Regions from separate parts of the Oryctolagus cuniculus genome. Here region 1 is linked to region 2. A link is a contact called in public Micro-C data. All regions are on one chromosome and are shown on one strand. The core of a region is the stretch at or near the end of the contact, and the rest is flanking DNA. Distances in the headings are between cores, read along the strand shown. Region 1 has its middle 140 kb from the start of YWHAZ. Region 2 has its middle 78 kb from the start of YWHAZ.

Region 1 (3,193 bases), core at 39-2,538, 220 kb before region 2:
GCCCCCCATGTGGGTGACAGGGACCCAAATCCTCGGGCCATCACCTGCTGCTTGCCTGGGTGAACATCAGCAGGAAGCTGCATCAGAAGCAGAGGAGCCAGAACTCAATCGGGCACCCTGGGTGGGCGGGGCGGGGGAGGGTTTGGTTTGCAGCATCTCAGGCACCAAACAGCCCCGCCCCTTCCTCCTCCTGCCCACTCTTGCATTTTGACCCTGCTCTCTAGCTGCGGGTCTTCTCACCTGCTCAGGTCGACCACAGCGCCTGTCTCCAGGGACCCAGATCCTTAGCGCCCACCCTGCTGGGAGCTCTGGCCCAGACCCTCCTTGTCAGCCCCACCCCCACCCCTTCCGGCCTTCCGATCCCCTGGAGACAGAGTGGAGTGTTACTGCTTTCAGCCCAGGGCTCCCAGGAGAGAGGGGAGGATCTGGAAGTTTCCTTTCTCTGCTTCCTGGCATCCCCTGGCCGCCAACAGGGCCGCCAGAGTGGGGGTGGGGGTGGGGGGATCCGCTGCTCTGCTCGCGGCATCCCCTCGCCATACGGTCGGTCTGTCTGCAGCAGAGCTGAGTTCCTACTGCTCCCCCGACCCCATTTGACACACCAAGAACAGCATTCCAACAAGGTCCCAGGGACAGGGAAAGCCCACGTCCCGGTGGCCGGGTGGCTGCACACTGGAGGCACCCGGGGAACCACACAAGACGCCCAGGTCTTCGGCAGCGGGGTGGGTTCTTACAGCTCCCCAGGTGATCCGTGTGGGCAGCAACCCTGAGAACCACCGGCCCGGGAGCTGGAAGAGCGGAGGCGGCCGCCCAGGGAGAGCCACCGGCAGCGTCGGAGCAGTGCCAGGGAGGCGGGGACGCTCGGTGACAACCTGGCGTCCGGGTCGCCGGTGCTGGACGGAGCGGGGCGGCCGCATCTCAGGGCCCCCAGGCCATCCCGGTACCCCAAGGCCGGGCCCGGCGCCCCCGGGGTTCCCGCCCGCGCGCAGCAGGGGGGCGCGGATCGCGCAGGCGCAGAGGCGCGCGAGCGGCGGGGCGGCGGCCCGCTCGGCGGGCGGGGGTGACTCACGGCGCGGGGGCGGCGGCCGGGGGCGGCCCGGAGCCAACTGCAGCCGCCGCGGGCGCAGCCTGCCCGGCAACAGCCAGCGCCGCCTCCGGGAGGGGAGAGGGGAGGAGAGAACAGAGGAGGGGGCCGCGGAGGCCCTGCAGGTGCGGCGCGGCCCGGGGAGGGCGCGTTCGAGCCGAGCCGAGCCGAGCCGAGCCGGGCGCTCCTTTGTTCGGCGCCCCGCCTGTGCGGAGCTGCCGAGGCTGAGTCACGGCTGGCGGGAGGCTGGCGGGAGGCCACGTGGGCCCCGGGTGGGATGCGCCCCGTCCCGAAGCTGCCCTGGCTGACCCGACCGAAGGGACAAAAGCCGGGGAGCGGTGGCCTATGTACCACCCAGCCCTTTGGGGACAGTCGGGACTCAGGCCACATTCACCCTGAGCAGATCAGAAGGCGACGACGCAGCCGCTGCCCCCCACCCCCTCCCCGGGGACCCCGATTTTTTAAGCGCTGCTCGCCAGGGCCCTGCAGCCCCGTGGCCCGGGAAGGAGGTGCCATTGCTACTTCGTGTACCCCCACCTGCCCGAGGGCTGGGGGCCTCTGGAGGGCCCCGTTCGCCGGGGATGAGATTCCAGAGTCCTGGGGAAAGCCCCCGGGGGTTGGTGCAGGAAGCTTTGAGAGTCAGGGGTGCTGTGGGGGGTGCCGCTGAATGACAATGGATCACTCTGTCCGCGGCTGGCGGAGGTGCGGGTCGAGCCTGGGCCTCGGGGGGGCCGCGTTTATAAGTCCGAACCCAACCCACTCCGCAATTCCCACGCTGCCTTTCAGCCTCCCCGGGCCCCCGGTGCCATGGAATACCGCAGGGGCAAGCGGCATCGGCCCCGCTGGTGCGCCTCTGACCTTGTTCCGGTTTGGTGCGTGAATGTACGCCTGTCTCTCCCTCAGAGGCGGGAGAGTTTGTGATGTCTGGATACGTGTCGGTTGGGGTGGATTTTTATATAATCTCTCGTTTAAAGGCTGCTAGTCTATCAAAAGAGGATAGAGAAAAAAATCGCTGAAAATTAGGTTTAAGACAAATTTATCCCTTCGCTTGGCAAATGTCATCTTATCTTGTTAGCAGCCCAAAATGAAAAACGGGGAATAAGAAATACATTTCCAACAATTTGAAGGCCTGGAGGTAGATTACGTTGGCTCAAATCTCAGCATTTCTACTTCTCTGGATGAGGTTATAACCTGCCTCAGTTTCCCTATAGAGAGAATGTGGTATAAATACCCAGCCTACACTTACTTCATAGCACATATCCTATGAAGAAATTTCAAGTGTTGTATTGTGTAATCTCCACTCTCCAAAGAAGGAAACTGAGGCAGGGGTGGGTGTAGGTACCAAGCCTGTCCCCCATTGCAACCCTGGCCTCCTGGAGCTGGTAACCACACCTCTTCTCTCCTGATTGGCTGTCAGACCTGGGCCTTGCGTGTCCTCATGAATGATCATAATGGTTAACATTTTTTTGTGTGCAGTAGCTAGTGTGACCACTTTCCACTTTCCTGGAGTTAATTCATCTAATTTTTGCTATCACTCCATGCTGAGATGGGTTGTGGGCATTTGGCTGGGCTGTGGTGACCAGAGAGGCTGAGACTTACCCAAGACCACACTGCGAGGAAGAGGCAAAGCCCCTGGCTCCTAGGCCTGGGGTCGCACTGCTGACCTTAACCAACCTCCTGTTGTAGTGGGGGAGGGGCTCCCCGCTCTCCTGACCCATCTGAGCTGTGTGCGTTCCTTCCGGCTCCCTGCCTCTGGGCGCACAGGTTGGGTCTGTTTGTTTTTTGGCGGGTTTATGATTCTTCAGGCCTTTGCCAGCTGGTGTTTAGATGGGGCAGTTTCGAGGCGCTCTGAAAGGCTGTGAGGACAGGCAAGGTGTCTGATCCACAGGTGACCGTAGGCACCTTCAGTGAGGCTCATTCCCAGCGGGCTGGTGGAAGGTGGAGTGGGGTGGTGTGTGTGAGCCCAGAAGGCGGCTTCTCCCCCAGGGGCTGAGTGGCACCCCCTTGGTGTAGGGGAGTGGTTTACCAGCCACGCCCTGGGGAGAAGGAAGAAAATGGCTCATCACGGGGCAGGTGCCAGCTGCTGAGCTGGGAGCCGGCTTCCTCTGCAAG
Region 2 (3,215 bases), core at 49-2,548:
TTCAGGATGAGCAACAAAGAAGCGAGTGTGTGTGTGTTCAGCGCTGCCACAGCACTCCCGGCCTGACTGCATTTTCCACCTGTGGCTGGCTGGATCCCCGGACGTGAAGCCCAAGACTCCCGGGGGGTTGGGGGAGGAGGCTGACTCCTGAACGCAGGTGCACCTGCAGCGAGGGGTCCCTGAGCTCGCGCCCAGCCTGTCCGCAGGCTGAGCGCTCAGTGCCTTCAGTGGTGAAGGGCCACTGCCCTTAACAGCCAGCTACTGTGTGTTTGCCGCCTTCCGTCTCGCTTGCTCCTCTAATGGCAGCAGGATACGAGCACTGCTGGCCTCACTTCCAAGGGGAAGAAGCGGAGACCGGGACAGGCTGGGTAACTTGTCTGCATTACCCAGGACCGGAGGTGTTGCCTCCTAACCACGCTTCATCTCCCTCCCACGCGGCCCAGGAGCTGTGCTAAAGCACGCTGTGGGTATTAGTTTATTTAACCTTTGCAACAAGCCCATGAAACAGCACGGTCATTGTTCCTGTTGTACAGGAGCCAAAACGGAGACGGAGAAAGATGACATCACTTGCCCCGAGTCACACAGCTGGGATGTAATCCAGGCGATCCCACTCCGGGGTTCTCACACTTAACCCTTCCGGGAAATGGGGAGGATTTAAGTGACCACAGAAATCAACCTCCAGACGACCGCTTGGGGGCGCTCACTAGTGGAGGACACGAGCTATGTTTTAAAGATTCAGAAACTGTCAATCACCTTTCAGACATTTAGCATTACCTCACACTGGTTTCCAAAAAACATTTCATGTGTACCAAGAACTGGGCATGGTGCTGTCTGGGTTATCCTCCAGGCACCTCTGGTCTGGTCTGGTCTGCTCTGGAGGACAGACGGGGTACACAAACCCCGCAGAGACAGACTACAGACAGATGCGACGCCGAGTGTGCAGGGCCAGGTGTGACCGGCGTAGGCGTCTGGGGCAGTGCCTGCCACCCTGGGAGCCACGCGGGGCCGAGGACTGGCAGCCCACCGGCGCCTCTGCTGGCTGCACACCGTAAGATGTGGGTGGCGTGGTCTCTGCACACAGCGGGTCGCCTGCTGCAGTCAGCCGGCTCTTTGTCTCGCATCTTTCACGAGGCCGATGCCGGGATCGGGGGCTCTTTCTGCTTGGCCACACTGGGGCAGACCGGCTCTCTGTGCTTGCAGCGCCGGCTTGGGAGCATGGGGGCCTTGGGGTGCCCATCGCCCCATCCGAGAGGAGCTGGAGCCGCCAGCCGGCGTTATGTAAGAGGATTATGAAACTCAGTAACAAGTAGGTAGGTGATCTGTGTGTATAAATAGACCAGAACCCCAGGAGTGTGCTACTTTAAGTCTCAGAGACATCTAGTGGCAAGAATTGTATCTGCAGTCCTAGCCCATCCTCTTCAAATAAGCGCCTTTTAAAAAATTCTAGACTGTGCCCCTTCTGTACATCCTCACAGTGAGAGGCTGTGGGTTCAATCACTTGGACAGAGAATGAATGTACAGGCTTTTCATTTCTAGGGGGCATAGCATCGTCTTTAATATAAAGTACTGTAGGCTGCCTTTTTGTTTTTTAAAGGATTATTTATTTGAAAGGTAGAGTGACAGGGAGGGAAGAAGAGAGGGAGAGAGAGAGGAAGAAAGGAAGAGAGGGAGGGGGGAGAGAGAGAGAGAGAGAGAGAGAGAGAGAGAGATCTTAATTCACTGGTTCACTCCCCAAATGGCCGCAATAGCCAGGGCTGGTGCAGGCAGAAGGCAGGTACCCAGAGCTCTGTCTGCCTCCATGTGGATGCAGGGGCCCAAGCGCCTGGTGCATCTTCCACCGCTTTCTCAGGCGCAGTAGCAGGGAGCTGGGCCAGAAGCGGTGCAGTGTGGACTTGGACCTGCACGGCGATGTGGGATGCCGGCATTGTAGCCTCCACGCAGTCAGCAGCCATCACCGTCACAAAGTGGGGCTTCTGTGGTACAGTTAGATTTCTCATCCATTTCCTGGTTACTACAGGCGAACAAAAACTGACCGAGCAGGAGAATCTCCTCTGAGAGTTAACCTGAAGTTCTCCTCCTGCACCCCTCACATACGTCACCATTTTCTTTTCTCTTTGTCCTTTCAGGGAGGCTGTTTGGGGCTTAGGGCTTCGGAGGAAAAAAGAGAGCCAGATGAGGAAAAAGGAGCCCCCCCTTGCCTTTCGAGGTTCAGAAACCTTGGACTTAGGGAACAGAAGGGATTTAGGACACAAATGAAATGCATATTTTTGAATCATATAACATAGCTCAAGAGACATGCAGAAATCATACATAAATGGCACAGTGCCAAGGGAGATGTCACTCGGCTCAAGTTCAAGGCCTCACAGCCCCCAAGTCCTCCCTGCTCCCTGCGCCTGCTCCCCAATGCCGGCTACCGTCCTGGCTTCCAGAGGCATAGACCAGCTCCTCCTGTTTTGTGGACGTTTTTCCAAGTTGGGCTTCCCGATCTTGGACTTCCTGTCCCTGTCTCTGTTCCACACTGCATTGATTCATGCTGACATGAATGACAATCATTTATGCTGACGTGAGGAGCGACATGTGGCTCCTTCTCCGTGGAGTATAAAATTCCGTCCTGAGATTTCCTGCACCAGTTGACCTCCATGGACCCTGAGTTTCTTCTTGTCTGGGACAGTTAAGAATGATGACACAGGGGCCAGCGCTGTGGCGCAGAGGGTTAAAGTCCTGGCCTGAAGTTCCAGCATCCCATATGGGCGCCGGTTCGAGTCCCGGCCGCTCCTCTTCTGATCCAGCTCTCTGCTGTGGCCTGGAAAAGCAGTAGAAGATGGTCCAAGTCCTTGGGCCCCTGCACCCACATGGGAGACCTGGATGAAGCTCTTGGCTCCTGGCTCCTGGCTTTGGATCAGCCCAGCTCTGGCCATTTTGGCCATGTGGGGAGTGAACCAGTGGATGGAAGACCTCTGTCTCTGTCTCTACCTCTCTCTGTAACTCTGTCTTTCAAATAAATAAAATAAATATTTTTTTTAAAAAAGAAAAGAACAATGGCACACACGTGTTCTTGTTTTGTACTCATGTATGCATCTCGTGTATTCATCATAGGGGATATAACTTGGGGTGCCACGGCCAGGTCCCAGGGGGTGTCAGTTCACTGTCAGCAGAGCCTGGCAAAAACAGTTTTCCAAAGAAGCTGGAGCAATGTAGGCTTCCCCCAGCAGGGT

The links. A called contact is a pair of places that touch in the nucleus more often than the background predicts.
Region 1: a contact with region 2 is called in a Micro-C map of ear pinna, with 5 times the contacts expected there. The contact joins two enhancer-like sites. A contact is called at or near these places in 3 of 6 Hi-C or Micro-C datasets (ear pinna, psoas muscle and an unstated tissue).

What each region holds. Positions count from the first base shown.
Region 1 is chr6:126,499,301-126,502,493 of mOryCun1.1, reverse strand. No RefSeq gene overlaps it. Among named protein-coding and RNA genes, the nearest start is that of YWHAZ, 140 kb to the right of the region's middle. Within about 2 kb of position 1,288, at least 7 of the 8 cell types and tissues checked have an H3K27ac peak or open chromatin away from gene starts, as enhancers often do. A contact at or near this core is called in ear pinna, where this site is marked.
Region 2 is chr6:126,283,769-126,286,983 of mOryCun1.1, reverse strand. No RefSeq gene overlaps it. Among named protein-coding and RNA genes, the nearest start is that of YWHAZ, 78 kb to the left of the region's middle. Within about 2 kb of position 1,298, at least 6 of the 8 cell types and tissues checked have an H3K27ac peak or open chromatin away from gene starts, as enhancers often do. A contact at or near this core is called in ear pinna, where this site is marked.